Regions from separate parts of the Danio rerio genome. Here regions 1 and 2 are each linked to region 3. A link is a contact called in public HiCAR-type data. All regions are on one chromosome and are shown on one strand. The core of a region is the stretch at or near the end of the contact, and the rest is flanking DNA. Distances in the headings are between cores, read along the strand shown.

What was found. HiCAR-type assays count read pairs that join an accessible place to other places.
Region 1: a HiCAR-type map of caudal fin shows a contact between it and region 3, with 10 times the contacts expected there. The contact joins two enhancer-like sites. A contact is called at or near these places in 5 of 18 Hi-C or Micro-C datasets (caudal fin, embryo and hematopoietic stem cells) and 1 of 4 datasets of contacts at active chromatin or transcription factors (caudal fin).
Region 2: a HiCAR-type map of caudal fin shows a contact between it and region 3, with 8 times the contacts expected there. The contact joins two enhancer-like sites. A contact is called at or near these places in 4 of 18 Hi-C or Micro-C datasets (caudal fin, embryo and hematopoietic stem cells) and 2 of 4 datasets of contacts at active chromatin or transcription factors (caudal fin and embryo).

Annotation. Positions count from the first base shown.
Region 1 is chr23:31,772,138-31,775,089 of GRCz12tu, forward strand. All of the region lies in intron 2 of pex14 (peroxisomal biogenesis factor 14), which reads left to right. Among named protein-coding and RNA genes, the nearest start is that of pex14, 35 kb to the left of the region's middle. Within about 2 kb of position 1,489, at least 7 of the 62 cell types and tissues checked have an H3K27ac peak or open chromatin away from gene starts, as enhancers often do. A contact at or near this core is called in caudal fin, where this site is marked.
Region 2 is chr23:31,746,500-31,749,380 of GRCz12tu, forward strand. It overlaps pex14 (peroxisomal biogenesis factor 14), which reads left to right. Exons shown (of 10, transcript XR_012398581.1): 2 at 1,472-1,516. Among named protein-coding and RNA genes, the nearest start is that of pex14, 9.6 kb to the left of the region's middle. Within about 2 kb of position 1,517, at least 9 of the 62 cell types and tissues checked have an H3K27ac peak or open chromatin away from gene starts, as enhancers often do. A contact at or near this core is called in caudal fin, where this site is marked.
Region 3 is chr23:32,221,766-32,224,794 of GRCz12tu, forward strand. No RefSeq gene overlaps it. Among named protein-coding and RNA genes, the nearest start is that of casz1, 7.4 kb to the left of the region's middle. Within about 2 kb of position 1,341, at least 11 of the 62 cell types and tissues checked have an H3K27ac peak or open chromatin away from gene starts, as enhancers often do. A contact at or near this core is called in caudal fin, where this site is marked.

The DNA of each region.
Region 1 (2,952 bases), core at 239-2,738, 450 kb before region 3:
CATACCTCAGTTGTAACAAGTGGTTATTTGAGCTGCTGTTGCCTTTATATCAGCTAAAACCAGTCTGGCCATTCTACTCTGACCTCTGGCATCAACAAGGCATTTGTGCCCACAGAACTGCCACTCACTGGGTATTTTCTCTTTTTTGGTCAATTCTCTGTAAACCCTAGAGATGGTTGTGCATGAAAATCACAGTAGATCAGCAGTTTCTGAAATACTCAATCCAGCCTTTCGGGCACCAACCATGCCAAGTTTAAAGTCTTTTAAATCACCTTTCTTCCCCATTCTAATGCTCTGTTTGAACTGTAGTAGATCGTCTTGACAATGTCTACATGCCTAAATGCATTGAGTTGCTGTCATGTGATTGACTCATTTAAAATTTGCGTTAACAAGCAGTTAGACAGGTGTACCTAATAAAGTGGCCGGTGAGTGTATGTTTTGTAAATTTAAAGAAAAAAAGTTAAAAAGTAACTATTTTAAAACTCTACCATCTTTAACCTATTTTTCCCCTCATATATCTGGTGAATTCTTTTAGGGAAATCTGAATCCAGATTAGAAAAATTTCACCCACAACATAAAAATCATATTCCTAAATCAAACATAAAATAAGAATACAAACTTTTCATAATGTTATCGTCTTTACATTGTGGGAGCCCATTTGGACCCAACTGATCATCGATGTACTGTATGGACAAAACAGTCACATAGTCATACAGTTTTTAATGACATAAAGGGTGAAACTTTTTTTCATTTTGGGTAAAACTATTCATTTAAGGTGTGACTATAAAACCTCCCTTTTGAAAGCCAGTCTGATCTGTCAATCTTGTTTGAAGTTTTGCGTGTGATCAGATCCCTGCTTGTTCATTCCATTGTGTTTCGGTGTTTTTCATAGTTATTGTTGCTTGGGCAGGGTCAAGACAGTTTTTACGCAAGCTCTCCTGATTTATACACAGGTTTGAGAACAGGGCTGGGTGGCACAATCGCACCGCAGACATGCTTTGGGCAATTATGCAGTAAAACCTGTACATTCTGGCTGAACCTTTAGAAATGCTCGATTATTCTCGCAGACAAGCATTTCTCAGATTCTGTGGCTTCAGTTGAGTAACAGCAATTCTCTATATGAGTCAACAAGCATAAATCACTCAGCAACCCTTTTATTTTCTACCCCCTTCCAACCCATTTTGCAAGAAAAACAAAAGACAACTTTGGAAAAAAATGCAATTCTAAGTCAATGCAGTAATTAAAATGTTCTTGTTTATCTAGAAGCACACCCGAATTGGTGTTTTTAATAAAAGTTTGCCATGGTTCTAATCTGAACGTTGCATTAAACACTGCTCTTCCAAGTCATGTGATTCTGATTGTGGTCAGAGGATCTCTTTAAAAGCGAGCTCCATTGTCGTCTAATCATTCCTGACAGCTCTGACTATCTCAGCCTGTGAGGCCTGTCGGTTCACACGGACGAGCCCCCACCTCAATTGTGCCGCGCTTCTCCTTTCAACCAGTAGATGGTGGTATTCATCTTTTGAGCTGTGCATGGGAGACCAGGTTGCCCTGTCTTTGTCTCTTTCCTTCTCTGATCTTACTTTAAACTTTCTATTCCCCCTTTCCCGCCCCCTCCTACACCAACTATCTGCATTTGTTTCACTTAAACCTCTCCATCCACTTCTGCGTCCATTAAAGCCATTGAGGAGAGGGTCACCAATTCCTCTGCTTTTTGAAGACTGCAAAACTGTTGATCCGCAACGTGCAATAAGCATTGAATACGAGCCGTCGTGAGATGATAATGTCACCAGAATGTCACAATCTGTCTGCCACTGTCATATTGTGCTTATGCCTAATCAACTAACCACAGGCAAGCACATTTCCCTTTTAATTGTCAGTGTACTGTTTAGTGAAAGAGATGGTGGTGTAAAATTGTACTCTCTGATTTTGCGTGCATGTTTATGTGGGCTTATGGGTAGGCTGGCATCTGGAGAAGAGCGAGAAGACACTCGTCAGGGTTATGGCAGTCGTAGCTGACAAGAAGGCTCTTCCGTCGTCTCCATAAACCCTGCATTGTGCGTTTTGGACATGAGTGCGGCGTTGTTGCCATTGGTGCTGTTTTCATTTTGCTTCAATTAGCTAATTGGATGTGAAGGGTGGTAGTGTCTCTGAAATTGAAGGACAAGGATCCAGCGTCGGGTTTAAGACCGCCTTTGTGTTTATCTATGAGCCAGATCGCAACGTGTTATTAGGATGTGGCACCAAGTCATGATAGGCTGCTATTAATTTATGCTTCGTTTCCTTTAGATTGTCTTGAAATCGGATGTTTGTTTTGTTTCCCTTTGGTTTTGTTATAAATTGTGCTGGTATTAAGAGAGAGAGAGAGTGTGTGCGTGTATGTGTGTGTGTGTGTGTGTGTGTGTGTGTGTGTGTGTGTGTGTGTGTGTGTTTATGCTGGGTTCATTTGCAACTTGGAGACATTTTGCACGGCCTGTCACCGAATGTCATCATTGACTGTAAAAGTAGAGAAAAAAAATGCCTCAAATTACAGGAAAGCAGCACTGCATTAAAGAACAAAGAGGATCGATGGCAGTACATTAAACTTTATACAATTGGGGGGGGGAAATCAACTAATTAAAATTGATTACTCTTGCTTTGTAAAAGTGTTTCTGAATTAAATTATTGTATGAAAACATTTTGACCAATTGAGGAGCTGAGGAAGTATCCATTACTGGATTACTGCTGGAATATTTGCGGTGAGCCGGGCTAAGTACTGCCCCCCCACTGCTGATTCCAGGGGCCACAGTTTCATCGTTCTGTCTATTTCTCTCTCATATATGCATATTTCACGCTATTATTTTTAGGAATGTCCCAAAATAATGTTTAAAACTGTGTGTGAATTTATTTATATATATATATTAAAATATATATATATATATATATATATATATATATATATATATATATATA
Region 2 (2,881 bases), core at 267-2,766, 480 kb before region 3:
TGTTTGTTCCTCGCCACTGGCTTGCTTTATTTGGAACTAGCGGCTCATTGATGGAGTTGCTCTTCTCAACAATAATAAAAAATTTTATTATTCAAAAAAGAAAAATTATTAGTTAACCTATTTGCTTTTTTTGTTTATGATTTGCTTTTGTACTTGCCTCTGATTATGTATCTGGAAACACTTTGCACATTCATCCTGTTAACTTACAGTTTTTCTCAGTCGCTTTGGTGCATTTCTCACAACACTAGTGCATTTCTGCACAACAGTTCATGCATTTCTCAAAACAGTTAGTACAAACTGCTAAACCTAGTTGATAACCTGCAAAAGCGCGTCACATGCTCTAAATGGATAGTTCATTCCTCAAAAGCAAGTATTCATGTCAATGAAAGTATCAGTGTCATCAAAATGAAAAGTCCTGACACCATTGTTTATGAGCAAGATAGTACAATGGCTTTGTCATGTTTTCAATATAACAGTTTACATGTTTTCCAATGCAAAAAAAAGTCAAATTTTGGTGACACTTCCTGAAAATGCTCAAGACAGCACTGTATACTACTGTATCTGCACAGCCATTTGAAAACTACAGTAAAGTTGGACATCACTGCATTTAGTGAGAAATCTGAATACAAGACACTGAATATGTATGTTTCACATTTTTACTGCAATTGCTCTATACAATCCTAATTTATTTACAGCATTGTGCAAAAGAATAAATACACCCTTATTTACAACAAACATAAACTCCCTTTGGGTAGAGCTGGGCACAACTAAAAAATATTACAGTACATATTGGAACAACACACACAGGTCAGTAAATCATTCATGAAATTGTTAAATTTTAGAGACATTTTGAGGAAAATAAAGATTTCATTTTTTTTTATTTTTTTTATAAAATTTGGTCGACAGATTTTGACAACATTTTTTTTTGTATGTAATGACTCAAGTAATGAAATGAGGACTCTTAGTTGTATATGGATTGACTAGTCAGTCAGCATTTACAAGTTTAGTTAATATTGACTGACATGACATAAGCAAATGATAATATTATAAATAGCAGAGAGTTGTATGAAAGCAATTGATGCATGTCCGAAAGCATTTGCAATTTGTTGGAAAACTGCTACTAGGATGTGCACAAATGACTAATTGTTTTGAGAAATGCATTAACAGTTGTGCAAATTTAAATAGTGTTATGAGAAATGCACCAAAGCAACTGAGAAAAACTGTAAACAAAAAAAGTAAAAAAAACATGTTATTCTTGTTATTATTATTATTATTATTATTATTATTATTATTATTATTATTATTATCATTACTATTATATGTTGTATATTATTATTATATGTGTATTATATATTCTTGACACCCTTTTGTCCGGTTAGAGCTGTCCTGTCTAGCACTGTGCTTTTCTGTACTTGGCTCACACGCGTCACTAGATGGCAGTGTAACACAAGGCTGTTTTTCTTTCTTTCAGAATGCTCCTTCAGCCAGGGAAGACGCGGCTCCGAGAGAAGCGCTGGTAAGTTATTATGAGTCAGACTAACCAGCATGCACTGTTCTCAACACGGACTGTACAGCGGTACAGTCAGTTTGAAACAATGGTTCACATTACTATTATTATTACTGTATGTGACGTGTACAATGCAATTTTTTTGTTTTGCACTGTCCAGTATTTACTTTGTGATTTTTTTAAAATAGTAATATGTAGCAGTCAGATATGTTCTAAAAGCGGATTGCGTGATCTGCATTCGTTATTTAGGCTACATTATATGAAATTAGTTTTCCAAAAAATAATAATAAATGACTGTCAGCTTTGGTTATCAGAATAATTCTGTAAAAATACTTTTGTATTTGAAAAATGGAAGCGTACTTAACAGCCTTTTAAAATACTATAATAATCATTAATAAATTGTTGTTTACAAAACAGAAAATACACTTTAAACTGGAATTTAACAGTGCAAACTGCTACTAACATATATTCTGGTATCCATAATGTACACCTGTAGTCACACTAATTAAAAATGGATAAAAAGGATAGATGGAACAGCATTATACTGTAGAATATTGACATGAATTTTGTGGCTACTTCTCTTACAGTTTTCATACTTGTTTAAAAACCGAGTTTTCTTTTCAATAGCATTTTTGCTGAATTTTACAGTTACAAATGTAATTATTTTAAAGTAGATTTCTCTTATGTCTATTATCATGTTGTTGTCATGTTAGAAGTAATCAGCCAGTTAAGGTTGTATCTTTCTAAATTTGAATTATGCTTCAAATTTATTCATTAATTCATTTTCCTCCAGCTTAGTCCCTTTATTCATTAGGGGTCACCACATCGGTATGAACCTTCCAGCTGCAACCCAGTACTGGGAATTCACTTATACACTATGGCCAATTTCATTCATTCAATCATTTTCTTTTTAGCCTATTCCCTTTATTAATCTGGGGGAGTGAACCACTAACTTATTCAGCATATGTTTTACGCAGTGGACACCCTTCCAGCTGCAACCCATCACTGGGAAACATCCATACACACTCATTCACACACATACCCTATTTTACCCAATTCACCTATACCACATGACTTTGGACTGTGGGGGAAACAGAGCATCCGGAGGAATCCCAACCGAACACGGGGAGAACTTGCAAACTCCGCACAAATGCCAACTGACCCAGCCGAGGCTCGAACCAGCAACCTTCTTGCTGTGAGGCAACTGTGCTACCCATTGTGCCAATGTGACGCCATAGAGTCAATTTGTTATTCACCTATAGTGCATGTCTTTGGACTGTGGGGGAAACCGGAGCACCTGAAGGAAACCTGCGCGAACATGAGGAGAACATGCACACTCCACATAGAAATGCCAATGGTCCAGCCAGGACTCGA
Region 3 (3,029 bases), core at 91-2,590:
GCTTCCCATGAACTATATAAATTTAAATGATAGATTTGTGAGGGGTGTACTTATATATGCACAGCACTGTATATATTTATCATTACACTTACCTAATTGACTTAAATAAAGAATATTTTCATTTTACACATTTTATACAATTTTAATATTAAAATTAGAAATTATTTTAATAAATCTGTGCAAATGTTAAACAAAAATGAAACGTTGAATAAAGTCAAATTCTTGTTTCTTTTTTTACAAACAATATGAGATTTTTTTTGTAATAAACAGATTTTTGGTAATAAATTGTTTGTTTTGTCACTCCATAAATCTGAAAAATAAAGCAAACAACCAGGTAAGAAAATCATATATTTTTGTTCAATAAAATGTGTTTAATTAGGCATATTATGTTTCCCTCTAAAAGTTTGGTGTTAATGCTGCCGAGTTGAAGATTTATGGCTCAGTTCAGGAGCAAAAACCTGCCTCTAAAAATCTGAATTATTATAGAAATTTACAAACAAAAATCAACAGTGCAACAAAAGAAACATTCAAAATGTATGTTAGAAGCTTTTATTGCAGTAGAATGCTAAAAAAAAAAATCCGAAATGCTCAAAACTGACAGGTGTGTAAAAAAAGTGTGTTTTTTCCTGCAGCGTCTCTTCATAAAGCCCTAAGATTATCTCTGATTTCTGTAGTACAACAATAAGCCACCTAAATATCACAAACATTTCTAAATTGAATTGGAAGTCAAACAGAGTGCTCTCTGAAAAATCCTCCATCACTCTCAGCTCCAAAAACGTAAAGCGATCTTCTCATATTTCAGCTGCGATGCCATTGCTTGTTCACCACAGTGTCATTAAAACTGACGAACCACAAAAAAGCGAGTCAATGATTTCACAATTACTTAGTCTCTCGGCCATCCAGCCAAGCTTTTGAAGTATCCTGTGAACTGGTGGAGGCCCTTCTCCACTTCATTAGACAGCGTCACGACCACATGATGTAACTCAATCCATCGAGAAGTCTCAATTACAATGTGGTCCATTACGTCGCTGGAAGCCGATTCAAAACCTATCAAAACCTGAAAGACTCATTTAGTCTGGGGGTCTTTTCGCAGGTCCTGGATGTCCGACTGCGACGTGCCCGACACGTACAACCCCCCTGTCTATATTGCTTGTTCAACTTGACACGTAATTACAGAGGAAATATTTGTGTATTTTGTACGGGTGCCACAAAACTGCAGTCGACTCGCTGCCAAGGCTTCACAGCTCTCCAGCCAGAATCCCTGATTAAAACAAGATGCTTTCATTTGGGCCAGCTTTGCAAGGAATCACTCCCAGAGATCTGCCGCTCGCTGCCAAGTTGACTACTGCGAGAGCGTGAGACGTAGCCGAGAGAGCAGTGCGCATTAAAACACTACAGGCAGCTGGCTTCTACAGCGCTTCAGCGCAGTTGCAAACACACACACACACACACACACACACACACACGTGGACGCTGGCTGCCTGTGATATTCAATATCCACTTAAAAAGCCTAGATTTGCTTCATTGAAATGTGAATATATTTCAGAGGCCATGAGATGTTCAGCAGGTGAACAAATATTGGTTGACGTTTTAAATAATGATGAGATTATTAATAATAATCTGTTTGAAAAGTGTTTAAAAATAGAAAGAACGTTAATGTGCTGTCATTTTAAGTCTGTCAAATGAGCTGCAATTCATACACTATATATTCATATATTAACTACAATAATGCCCAGATATGGAAAAAAAATTTAAAAATTTTGTTATATTCTGGATGCAGGCTTTATAGTGATTTTATAATGTAAACTACTAATGATATTTCCTCGAAATTAAGAATACAAAGAGTCATTTACAAGTTTTTTGTTTTGTTTTTTGCATAAAATGACAGATTTCATACATGTTAATAATAATTTTTAGACAACACAATACCAATGTTATGACAATAATGATGTATTAGGACCAGATGAAATCTGCACGCATAGATTTTTAGCCCATCCAGTCTATTTATTCACTCGTGTAAACCTGTGTAAAAATTTATCTTTATTCAGTTTTTAAATAAATTTCATTAATATTATTAATAAATATGAAAAAGTTTGGGGCGAAGCAGTGGCGCAGTAGGTAGTGCTGTCACCTCACAGCAAGAAGGTCGCTGGGTTGCCGGTTCGAGCCTCGGCTCAGTTGGCGTAACTGTATGGAGTTTGCATGTTCTCCCTGCATTCAAGTGGGTTTCCTCCGGGTGCTCCGGTTTCCTCCGGTTTCCCCCAGAGTCCAAAGACATGCGGCACAGGTGAATTGGGTTAGCTAAATTGTCCGTAGTGTATGAGTGTGTGTGTGAATGTGTGTGTGGATGTTTTCCAGAGATGGGTTGCGGCTGGAAGGGCATGGGCTGCGTAAAAACTTGCTGGATAAGTTGGCGGTTCATTCCGCTGTGGCGACTCCGGATTAATAAAGGGACTAAGCTGACAAGAAAATGAATGAATGAATGAATGAATGAATAAATGAATGAATGAATGAATGAATGAATGAAAAAGTATATATGATTTATTTACAATACAGTTTGTAAAGTATAATGTTCCTGTCTTTTAGTAAATATTATATGAGATTTGAGACTTATATGAGACTTGCTTTATAAGTGGAAAATATAAGTACCAAATAAGTGGATCTAATTGGATTTGCATTATAAACATGAAATTATGGTACTATTTTAAAATGTACTATTTTATGAATGTATTATTTTTTATTACTATTATTTCATTTCATACAATAAGTTTTCTGTCTGGCCTTAGTAATAACCCTGATTTTCAATCACAATGAAAGAAAACATTGTTATTCTGAATACATATTTTTTATTTGAAATTTGATGGAAATGTTATTAGATCTATATAGAATATATATATATATATATATATATATATATATATATATATATATATATATATATATATATATATATATATATATATATATATATATATAAAATTGTCAATCATTCATTAATTTTCTTTTGGCTTAGTCCTGCCAACTTATCT